Linked DNA regions of Mus musculus: regions 1 and 3 are each linked to region 2. The links are chromatin contacts, called in public HiChIP or PLAC-seq and promoter capture Hi-C maps. All regions are on one chromosome and are shown on one strand. The core of a region is the stretch at or near the end of the contact, and the rest is flanking DNA. Distances in the headings are between cores, read along the strand shown.

Evidence for each region. HiChIP or PLAC-seq counts read pairs in DNA pulled down with a chosen protein or histone mark. Capture Hi-C pulls out chosen DNA fragments and counts their contacts.
Region 1: a promoter capture Hi-C map of adipose tissue shows a contact between it and region 2. The contact joins the promoter of Zfp948 here to the promoter of Zfp677 in region 2. A contact is called at or near these places in 11 of 39 promoter capture datasets (the 3T3-L1 cell line, the C10 cell line, cranial neural crest and 6 more), 1 of 15 datasets of contacts at CTCF or cohesin (the NIH/3T3 cell line), 2 of 484 Hi-C or Micro-C datasets (nephron progenitors and uterus), 2 of 115 datasets of contacts at active chromatin or transcription factors (effector CD8 T cells and memory CD8 T cells) and 3 of 9 other capture datasets (adipose tissue, liver and pancreatic islet).
Region 3: a contact with region 2 is called in an H3K27ac HiChIP or PLAC-seq map of regulatory T cells, with 3 times the contacts expected there. The contact joins the enhancer-like site here to the promoter of Zfp677 in region 2. A contact is called at or near these places in 3 of 39 promoter capture datasets (hematopoietic stem and progenitor cells, macrophages and pre-B cells), 1 of 15 datasets of contacts at CTCF or cohesin (the NIH/3T3 cell line), 16 of 484 Hi-C or Micro-C datasets (CD4 T cells, CD8 T cells, the G1E-ER4 cell line and 10 more), 14 of 115 datasets of contacts at active chromatin or transcription factors (CD8 T cells, bone marrow-derived macrophages, effector CD8 T cells and 10 more) and 3 of 9 other capture datasets (adipose tissue, liver and macrophages).

Annotation. Positions count from the first base shown.
Region 1 is chr17:21,565,657-21,569,579 of GRCm38.p6, reverse strand. It overlaps Zfp948 (zinc finger protein 948), which reads right to left and starts at 2,602. Exons shown (of 6, transcript NM_001002008.2): 1 at 2,335-2,602; 2 at 453-531.
Region 2 is chr17:21,382,016-21,385,645 of GRCm38.p6, reverse strand. It overlaps Zfp677 (zinc finger protein 677), which reads right to left and starts at 1,898. Exons shown (of 4, transcript NM_172486.2): 1 at 1,626-1,898.
Region 3 is chr17:21,513,945-21,517,838 of GRCm38.p6, reverse strand. It overlaps a transcript of Zfp53 not described here. Among named protein-coding and RNA genes, the nearest start is that of Zfp52, 20 kb to the left of the region's middle. Within about 2 kb of position 1,493, at least 421 of the 459 cell types and tissues checked have an H3K27ac peak or open chromatin away from gene starts, as enhancers often do. A contact at or near this core is called in CD8 T cells, the G1E-ER4 cell line, the HL-1 cell line and 23 more, where this site is marked.

The DNA.
Region 1 (3,923 bases), core at 1,353-3,852, 180 kb before region 2:
CAAATATGGTGCCTGATTCTCATCAAAACTCTGTTGGCATTATTTCCAGGAATGGTGAAATTGACACTAAAAATTAAAGAAGGTGTTAGAATAATAAAAGATCCAAAAATTATTAAACATTACATCTGGAGGTCTTAATTTATAATTTTATAACATATGAAAATCATTGAAATGAAAATCATTTAATATTGGTATGTAGATCAGTGATATGCGTGGAATAAGGACAGCATCACTCACACGCACAGTCAAGTAAAATCGTATTGCCACCTAGCATCAGTTCTTCTGAACAAAGTCTTCTCACTTCTACAATAGGATAATCCTGAAGAGATTTTTGTCAGTGGAAGTCTCCAGAACTATTTCTAGTGAAACAGAAGGCGGCAAAACTGATTTCATGTCCCACTTCCACATTCACTTGAATCCCTTACCATCCCTTCACCAATCCTCCAACATACCTGGATCCTTAGCTACTGTGTTCTCCCTCTCCACCTTCTAGGTTTCCACAGATAAGCAGGTCTGGGTGATCAGCGAACCCTGTACATGAGAAAGTGATTCTTCAAAAAGCACCTGGATTTGTAACATAGTACTGTGATCAGTAGGTTAAGAGAGGATTGCACAATGATCCCCCCCAATTCTCATGCAGTTTCAGAATATTGAAAATATTTAGAAAGCATTTTTGGTTAGCATAAGTTGAACCTCACTTCTATTTATAGATCAGTGAAAGCTGGTGGGCAAAAATGAAATGGAATGATATGGATGAGAATATTATATACTAGGGAGGTCGTTATTTATCCTGGACTAAAAATGATGGACGCCTTATACCCCCAAAGGGATTAAAAATCCTTATACCCCCAAAAGCTTGCAAAATAAAACACCAAAAACCCTGAGGAGGAGCAAGGGAGGCTGGAAGCAAACTATTCTCACCCATACAAACCAGACGGCTGTAATTCTGCAACATCCAGTCTCTGTACAAAGCCTCCCCAGCATGGTCCTGACATTGCCCCTCCTTCTTGAAGAAGTCCACAGTCACACCAGTGGCTGTGAACTGACCACAAAGTACAAAACAGCAGTAAAAATATTTGTCTTGGTTCACACCTTTAATCCTAGCACTCAGGAGACAGAGTTGGGTGGAACTCAGTGACTTCCACTCCAGCCTGGTCTACAAGGTGAGTTTAGTCCAGATGTAGCAACAGAATGGGCTCAGGGATCAAACACAGCAAACAAAAGAACTAAAAAATTACAGTTTGGTTGTATGTCCATAGAGTCCTTTACTAGAAAGGAGACAAAAGACTACTATTGACATTTTTCTAATATAGAAGAGTTAATTTTTCAAAAGACGCTTTATAGTTTTATAGTTTACAACAATACGTTTCATTCGTGTTTTCATTTTTCTTCTCCCGTTTCCAATAGACGGGATTTCTCCATAGCCCTGACTGTCCTTAAACCATGTCTGTATACCAGGATGACAAGGATCTTCTAGACCTACCTGCCTGTTTCCCAAGATAGGGATTAAAGATTTGTGCTTATAATGTCCTTTCTAACTGTGAACTGTAACAGATGTGCAGCTTAGTTGTCATGTGGGCCCTGTAACAACTGGAGCAGAGCCTGTCTCTGACTCTGTTGTCTGCCTTTGGATTCCTTTTCCAACTGGGCAGTCTTGTCTAGCCTCAATGGTAGATAAGCCTAGTCCTACTGCAACTAGACTGGCTGAGCCACTGGACTCCTCCCCTTCTCTGAGGAGAAATGGAGGAGGAAATTGGTGGAGGAGAAGCAGGAGGAATGGACTGGGAGGAGAGGAAGTGGGGGGAGGGGTGGTGTTTGCGATAGAAGTGTAAAGTAAATAAATTAATAATGAGAAATAAAAGTTTACTTATAAATGTTAATGTTCACAACCATACCTATGTAATTTGCAAAAATAAAATATTCTTTCAGATTATTTGCAACCACTCCTTTATATATAGTATCTAAAAGATATCCGGGGATGCCAAGTCACTGTAAGTCTCCTGGTAAAACAGGCCAGTTAGAGTGAATGAATGTAAATTTCAAGAGCTTTTTCCTTTTAACCTGAACAAACAGAATTGGTTTTCAAAAATCAATACATAAATTCAAATATTCTACTACAGTATTCTAATAGGAACATTTGGCATTCAGAAGTCAATTTAAAAAAAAAAAAAAAAAAAAACAGGATTAGTCCGATTTATGTGAGCTAAAAGTTCTCGACAAGGGAAGAAAGACATCTACAGCAGAATTCCCGAGCCAGGTTCCTTAGAAGCAGAAGACAAACCGATCACACCCTGTTCCCTTCCCGCCCTTTTCCAACCCCACAGCTCCTCTGACCTGGGCGGTTCCAGGGCCGCCTGGCTCCGGTTCTCGCCGCTTTGCGACTGATTGCTGATTCCTCCAGGATGCCCCGCAAGGCACCCGCGGCTGCCTGGAGTTTTAGCTTCCCACGAAGTCCTCTGTGTCCTCTGACCCCAGGTCTGAACCACGCGATTCCCCACGGGGCAGGGCCGCGAGCTCTGGACCTGACAGGTCCTTGACACTTCTGGTTCTTCGTCCCACGTTTCCAGCCTCCCACACCCAGTTTCCAGCTTCCGTTCACGTCACTGCCCTAACTCCTCCCACTGGGAATACTCCTCCCACTCGGAACACTATGTTTTCCACCCCCACCTAATGTCTAACAACCTTCCACCATGTTTCTGGGTGAATATCCCTGCCCCGCGAACACGTCCCTCCCACTTTGTCTCAGGCTTCCTGCCATACAGCTCCAGCTGTCAGGCTGCTTCGGACCCGCTATGCACAGCCTCCCAGTGGCCACTGTCTGCCTAGACCAGAACTGGGCCTAATAGGACGCTGCACCCCGGTATCTGATCCCCATCCTGGGTACTGAATCCTTTAGATGCAAAATAGCCTAAAACTAGCCTCTAGGACACATACTTCATACCAAACAATAACAGGCTAACTTGAGAAGCCAGAGTCCCATTCCCAACACACAAACATAGGAAGCCAATACCAAATTCTGAAAATTTGACTATGGTACAGACATTCAAAGAACTTGGATTTTGAAAAAAAAAAAGAAAGGTGTCTAAAGAAGTCAGTAGTCATCGTTTTGTCATCAGCATAGGGCTGAAGTCATCCCGCACTGTACTGCTTTCACCACTAGATGTCATTTTACTAACTCAGAAAGGCATTTGTCTTCTGTGAGTCATTCACGAGGCTCTTTTCTCATGACAGATTTCTGGTGGATGCAGACTCTTGGCTAGCCCAGTCGCAAAAAAAAAAAAAAAAAAAAAAAAGTAAAGTACGTGGTTCTAGTCATAAAAAAGTCTGTTACTCTATAACAACTCCAGCTCTGGGAACACTGAGGAAGAAGAGTAGGTTAGGAAATAAGGGAAAGAGGGAAAAGGGCTAAGACACACCATCCTCTAGATCCCATACAACTATTGTAATCAGTAACCAACAGCAACTGTCCTTCCCTGCACTGGCCTCACACAAGACCACAGTCAGTCTAGGAAGTGGAACAGCTCTCTATATGTTGGCTATGGATAGAGTGTAGAAGAATCACTGCCTTTAGTTGTCATCCTATACTGAGCACATCAGACTCCAGCAAGGTCTCACAAATGACTCTGGTTCATCTCAGTGATCCCAGGCAAAAATGAATGGAGATGAACACAGTAGAGTGACTGTTGGAACTGTGGACCATAGTGAAGAGGTAGGAGGTGAGAGTGGCAGTATTTGAAGTGGGCACAGAAACACACAATGCTGTCATGTGTGTGTGTCTGTGTTTGTGATATATCTAATAATAGAAAAGGGGGGGGGGTATTTATTCATCCATTCATTATAGACAGAGTTTCTCTGTGTGTACCTGTGTTTAAAAGCTGGTGCTAAGCCGGGTGTGGTGGCGCACACCTTTGATCCTAGCACTC
Region 2 (3,630 bases), core at 649-3,148:
AGTATAGTTCCCGATTCTTATCAAAACTATTATTTTCAGGAATAGAGAAATTAACACTAAAAGTTAGAGAATGTGCTATAATACCAAAGCCCCCAATCACAAAACAATAAATACACCTAGAGGTATTAATTTTCATCATTTTATAATACATTAAAATCACTGAAGTGGAAACCATTTAATACTGATGAATGTAGACTGGATCAGTGATGTGCATGGAATAAGGACAGCATCACTCACATGCACAATCAAGTAAAAGTTTATTGCCTCCTAAGATCAGTTCTTCTGTAGAAAGTCTTCTCATCTTTACAATAGGATAATCCTGAGGAGATTTTTCTCAGTGGAAGTCTCCAAAATTATTTCTAGTGAAACAGAATGTGGCAAAACTGATTTTATGTCCCACTTCCACATTTACCGGAATCCCTTACCATCCCTTCACCAATCCTCCAACATACCTGGATCTTTAGCCACTGTCTCCTGTCTCTCTAATGTTCTAGGGCACTTGTTCTGCTACACAGGTGAGCAGATGTGGGTGATCAGTGAGCCATGTACATGAGAACGAGATTCATCAGAAAGCACATGGATTTCTACTACAGTACTGTGCTCAGTAGATAAAGAGAGGATTTTATAGTGATATAAATATTTAGAACTCATTTCCATTTAGCATAACTGGAAGCCCACATTCAATCACAACTCAGTTAAAACTGACGGGAAGAAATGGAACTCAATGATTGTGATGACAGCACTATACACTTGTGAGATTCTTAATATAGCATGAACCAAGCAAGACTTTGTCATGCAGGGATCACACAATGCACACTTGTTTTCCAGGACCCTGAAGATGAATAAGGGAGAGAGCAAGCAAAGTATTCTCACGTACAAAAACCAGATTGCTGTAATTCTGCAGTATCCAGTCTCTATATAAAAACCTTCTGACCTTTCAGAAGGCATTCCACCTTTTCCTGGAAGAAGTTCACAGTCACACCACTGTCAAGTATCAACAACAAAACAAAACAAAACAAAACAACAACCTACAGTTTGAACAGTTGTGTTAGTGCACACTTTTGGATTCTATTATATTTGCAGCCATTGCTTTTATGACTAGTATATAAACGCTCTCTAGGGATGCCAAGTCACCAAGTAAGTCCTTGGGTGTAACAGGAGAGTTAGGATGGATGAATGTAAATTTCAAGAGCTTTGTCCTTTTCACCTAAACAAAGTGAACTGCATTTGAAATATCAACAGATAAATTCAAATATTCTAGGTTATTTAATAAGAACATTTGGGAAGCTCCAGGTTCGATTGGCTGTCTTTTCCTGTGCTGCACTGCTGACTCTCCTAGGCTGCAGCCAGGAAACTGTGTCTCCTTTTGTTGTTGTTGTTGTTGTTGTTGTCACTGGGGCTCTGATCTTTAAAGAAGCTCTTCTAAACCCGCCCACTACAACCCCGGTTCTGGTCACGTGGCGCCCACAAACATAGGAAAGGACGGGGCTTTCTTTTCCTTAATTACTTTTGTAGACTCCACTCAACTTTTCTCTTTTCTCCCTCTTACTGGGCCAGGCAGTATCCCCGCCCCCCGGATAACCACCACCAAGACCCTAGTTTCCCAGCCCCGCAGCTCCTCTGACCTGGGAGGTTCCAGACCCGCCGGGCTACGGTTCCCCGGCTGAGCCACAGACTGCTGACTCCAGGATGTTCAAGGCATCTGCGGCATAGGGGAGTTTTTGGGTCCTCACAGGACCCCAACCTGTGTCTTCTATACTCAGCTCCGCACCATTCGATCTCACACGATGCAGACCTACAGCTCCTTCAGGTAATGGGCCCTCGCCATTTGGACTTAGCCTTTTCAGCTCAACTTGTCTGGCCTCACTCAGTGTACCATCTTTTTACTTCACACCTCTAACCACGCCCACTCTATACACTTCCGCAACCACCACCCAATGGACATCCACCTTCTATTTCCGGGTGAGCGGCCCCGCCCGTCCCCGTGGAAGACAGTCCCTCTCACCCCAGCCCTGGCTGTCTTTCCTTAAGGCATTTTTGCCTTAGGGAGGGTCATATCAGTATCTTAGATTTTGAAAAGATTGAGGGAAGTCAGTGGTCAGCCCTTTGCTACTAGTCCCGAGCTGAATTCATCCCGCGATGTACTGCTTTCTCCACTAGATGGTGGTCTTGTCAGTACTGATTCAGAAACAAGTTTGTCTTCTGTGACTCATGCTAAAGGTGCTGTGAGGTAAAACAGATTTCTGGTGGATCCAGAGATTTTCCTTGTCCCAGATGCAGAAAACAAGTAAGGTACATATAGCTCTAGTCCTAAAAAAAGACGTTAAACCAGCTCATCTATAGGTCTGGGAATACTGAGGAAGAAGAGGTGTTAAGAAATAAGGGAAAGAAAAGGAAAGACCATTCTCTAGACTCCATATGATTGTAACCAGTAACCAACAACTGTACTTACAAGTACTAGCTTCACACAAGGCCACAGTCAATCTAGGAAAACTAAAAGGCACACTTTTCCCCTCAGATATTGTCCAAGTGTTGCAGGATATTTGATCACACTGTGAATCTGGGATTGTGCTATCGTGTAGCTCTGCCCTTAACACACACTAATCCCTCTGGCTGGAATACAAACACACCCTTAGTACACCCCTTTAATCCCAAACAATGAAGGTAAAGTTAGTTTGTGGAAGGAAGCTCCCTTGTCTGAAAGTGATGTCTAATTGGTGGGTAGACATAGTGAGAAATCAGAGAAAGATCTGACAAAATAGGATATGCCCAACTCTCATGAGAAGAGGGAGGAAAGAGAAGATATGTAAGGGGCAGTAAGAGAGGAAGGAGGCAGTTTTTATCAGGAGAGTTTTACAGAGACAGGTTGAAGAGGGAACAAGCTACACACAGGTGAAGAAAGAACAAGCCAGAGAGTGAGAAAGAGCCAGAAGATCAGAACATATTCCCAAAATTAGTGTGAAGCCAAGTAGAGGCAATCAGTGGAGGCCAAGAAGGAGAGAAAGCTAGATTGAATCAGTGAGTTTGGAGAAGAGCTTGAGCCAGAACAGCTGAGAAGAACCAGCCAGCAAGAGATTAGAAAAAAACAAAAACAAAAACAAAAACTAAAAATGGTTGAGATTATTCAGCAGCAAGTCTCAGAAGCTGAATATATTCTAGGCCTAGCTTGGATTGTACAGAGGCTAGAAGCATCCAGGTCTAGGCCTACCTAGGTTAGTAGATGAAAGTAGTAAGTGTCGGAGACACCAATCACTTTGGTGAAGGAAAAATACATTCACAGGTATGTGTAGGCTCTAGGATTAGACTTGCTGCACATCAGGCTCCAGGACATAGCCCTTAAAAACACAGTCTCACAAATGGCTCTGGTTCATCTCAGTGAGTCCCAGGTAATATGACTAGAGATGAACACAACAGAGAATTTTTCGGATTGTGGACTAGAATAGCAGAGTGGCAGATGAGAGTGAGCAGCACTTCACACACACACACACACACACACACACACACACACACACACACACGAACACACACACACACACACACACACACACAGACACACACAGACACATGCACAAACACTGTGTGTTCGTGTTTGTGTGGGCATGTCTGCATGTGTGAAATAGCCAATAATTA
Region 3 (3,894 bases), core at 244-2,743, 130 kb before region 2:
TAAAAAGTTCATAAGATATAAAAGATATATAATATAAAGAGATTCCAGTTCTACCCAGTCAGTGTCCATACTCAAGTTCCTACACAATAACAAATGAACTTCTTTCAATTAATATTCCCTATACTAAACAGGTAAACAGACTACACTACGCAAAAAAGAAAAATGACAGCAGATATTAAAAGATATTTTCTACAAAAGATTTCATATCTAAAGATAAAAAATATTGAGAAAGATTTCTTTAAATGCCATGAATATGGGGTTCAGTAAAGATGGCTAGTGATCATAACTATAGTAGTGACAGAAAAGTCAAAAGTATTAACATACAAAGCAGAGAGTATTAGGAAATGGTAAAGAGTCCGTTAGATAAAAAGTCCTTGATCAAGAAGGGTGCATGTCACCAAACACAGAATGCATATATCCGCATCAGACAGAAAACAGAAAAATATGTAAAACCTAAAAACTGGTACATTGCCTCTTGTGCTTTTCAGACATGACTAATATCTAAAAGTTCTACAGGGATGCCAAGTCACTAAGTATATATATATATACCCTGGGAGTTAGCGTGGATGAGTGTAAATTCCAAGAGCTTGGTCCGTTTCACCTCAACAAAGAGAACTGATATTCTCTTAGAATATTCTAATAAGAATATTTTGGTAATCAGAAGATCAAAACAAAAAACAAGCAAACAAACAAAAACCAGGATTACTCCACTTTATATGAGCTAAAATGTATCCACAAGGGAAGACATCCACCGCAGAATTTCAGAGCCAGCTTCCTCAGGAACAGAAAAGAAACTGCTCCTTCCTGTTTCCTAGCCCAGCAGCTCTGGTAGCCTGGCTGCAGTTCCAGCTGCGCTGCTGATTGCTGACTGACTCTCCCAGGATGCCCCGCGGCACCCGCGGCACCCGCGGCAGCCAGGAATTTTAGTTTCCCCCAAGTCCACCGTATCTTTCGACCCCAGATCTGCACCACGCGATTACCCACGGTGCAGGACCGCGTGCACGGGGGAAACCTGTCGAAGCGACTTCTGGCTTTGGCTCTAGGTAAAACTTCTCAAACTTCAGTAATTTAGCGTCCCAGCTTCCACCCACGTGTTTCTCCTAATTCCTCACACTCTACACAGTTCCCCTACACATCTCCATTAAGTCGAAAATCCTCCCAATGTGCTTCCGGATCTCCGATCTCCAAATATGTTTCCGGGTGAGCATCTGCGCCCCATCAGAGACCAGTCCTTCCCACTTTGTCTCAGGCTGCCTTTCACACAGCTCCAGCTTTCAGGCTGCTCCGGCTCTGCACAGCCTCCACACACTCTTGTGAGAGCGCCGACCACAAGTGTTTTTGGAAGGACGCTCCACCCGGTATCTGAGCCCCACTCGGGGTTCTAAACCCTTTAGATAAACGACAGCTCCCACCCCCGCCCCACCACCACCAAAACTGGAGCAAGAGCTGTCCCTGAATTAGTTGAATGCCTGTGGATTCCTTCCCCTAACCCAGTCGCCTTGTCTGACCTTAGTCAGAGAGGATATGCTTAGTCCTGCAGTGATTATGTGCTGGGCGGGAGGGGCTGGGGGGCGCTAGTGAATACAGGTGTGGTGGGAATCCCTCTTCTCAGAGGAGAATGGGTGCGGGGAGGGGAAAAGCTGCGAGGGACTGGGGAACTGATTTGGGTAAGGTGAATTATAAAAAAGACAAACAGCCTAACGTCTCCACTGGACTACCAACCTCTGGCTTATATATTTCATACCAAACAATAATAGACTAAATTCAGAAGCGAGAGTCCCATCCCCAACACACAAACATTAAAAAGCCAAAACAAAATACTGAAATATGAACTTGGGGAGAGATATTTAAAGAACTTGGATTTTGAAAAGAAGTAAGTGGTAAGGCCTTTGCAACAGCCTAGGGGTGAATTAATCCCGCGCTGTACTGATTTCCCCAATAGATGGCGGTCTTGTCATTTAAGTCTTCTGTGACAGCGATGCTTTGAGAGGAAAAAAAGAGAACGTTCTGTTTTCCTTTTTTTTTTTAAATGGAGTGGTGAATGCAGCCTCTTGGCTGTCGCAGATGCAGAAAATAAGTGAAGTATGTGTTCCCAGGCCTAAAAACGTCAGCTACACCACCCCATCTCTAGCTCTGGGAACAAGGAAGAAGAGGTGGTTAGAAAATAAGGGAAAGGTTAAGACACACCATTCTCTAGACTCCATACAAGTATTGTAATCAGTAACCAATAGCAGCTGTCTTTACCTGCACTGGCCTCACACAAGACCACAGTCAGTCTAGGAAAGGGAACAACAGCTCCCCTTACCTCTCAAACATTGGCTATGGATAGATTGTAGAAGAGTCACTCACTGTCTTTAGTTGTCATCCTGTGCTGAGCACATCAGGTTCCAATACATAGCTCCAAACCCAGTCTCACAAATGGCTCTGGTTCATCTCAGTGGATCACAAGCAATATGAATAGAGATGAACACAGTAGAGTGACTGTTGGAATTGTGGACCAGGATAGTGGAGAGGTAGGAGGTGAGAGTGGGCAGTATTAGATATGCCCATATGCACACACACATTCTGTGTATATATTCATATGAGTATGAAACAGCTAATAATAGAAATGGGGGCTCATTCATTCATTTATTGAATGTAGACAAGGTTTTCTGTGTAATCCTGTGTTTAATGGTATGTGCTACCATGCCCAGCTCAAGTTTCTTTGAAAAGACCACATGAGTGTGGAATTTTTGTTGTTGTACCAGTATCTGGTGGGATTTTTGTTTGATAATTAATTGGTGTGTTTGTCCATGAGGGAGACATTCCACCATACCATGATCATTATTTAGTTAAATGTAAAGGAATAGTTAGAGTAAGGAAGTCTTGTTTTTTGTGTGTGTTTCAAGAAGTATTAAATGTTAAGTAGCTTTGCGGTTAGCTCTTCTTTGCAGTTCTGATAGAATCCTGTCGATCTAATTGTGGGGTTAATTTCAGGGTTACATTTTATAATTGCTTAAGTCACATTGCTACTTTGTGGGGAGCCGCCCTCACATTCGCCGTTACAAGATGGCGCTGACATCCTGTGTTCTAAGTGGTAAACAAATAATCTGCGCATGTGCCAAGGGTAGTTCTCCACTCCATGTGCTCTGCCTTCCCCGTGACGACAACTCGGCCGATGGGCTGCAGCCAATCAGGGAGTGACACGTCCTAGGCGGAGGATAATTCTCCTTAAAAGGGACTGGGTTTCGCCATTCTCTCTCTTGCTCCTGAAGATGTAAGCAATAAAGCTTTTGCCACAGAAGATTCCGGTTTGTTGCGTCTTTCCTGGCCGGTCGCGAGAACACGTGTAAGACTACTTATCATCTTGTTTATATTATTTATTTCATGTTATTTACATTTGGTGTCTTATATGCACCTGGAACTTCATCTATTTCAAGTTAGTGATTTTATGCAATAGAAGTATTTAATGTGAGTAGAAATAAGATCTACTTGTTAACTCATTTCTATCAAGTGGGTTGTGCCCTTACTTTCTGGAATTGTCAAGACATTAAATCTTGGCAGTGGTTGTGAAAGCCTTTAATCCCAAGGACTCAGAAGACAGGCAGTCAGATCCTGTGAGTTCAAAGTCAGTCAAGGTTAGACCCTGTCTCTTCAAACAAACATACCAACAAACAAAGTAATCAGAAACAGTTACGCTTCATTGGGCAAGGTCATGCAAGCCTTCAAACCTAGAACTCATGAGGTAGAAACAGGGCAAGTCTATGTTCAAGGCCAGCCTGATCTACATACGGAATCTAGGCCAGCTAGTAATACAGACAGACCCTATCTCAAAATACACCAAACTCCTCTCAGAGAATTAGCTTGTGTGATACCAGAAGAAGCATGTAAAGCTCTAAAGGAAGAATATCATGA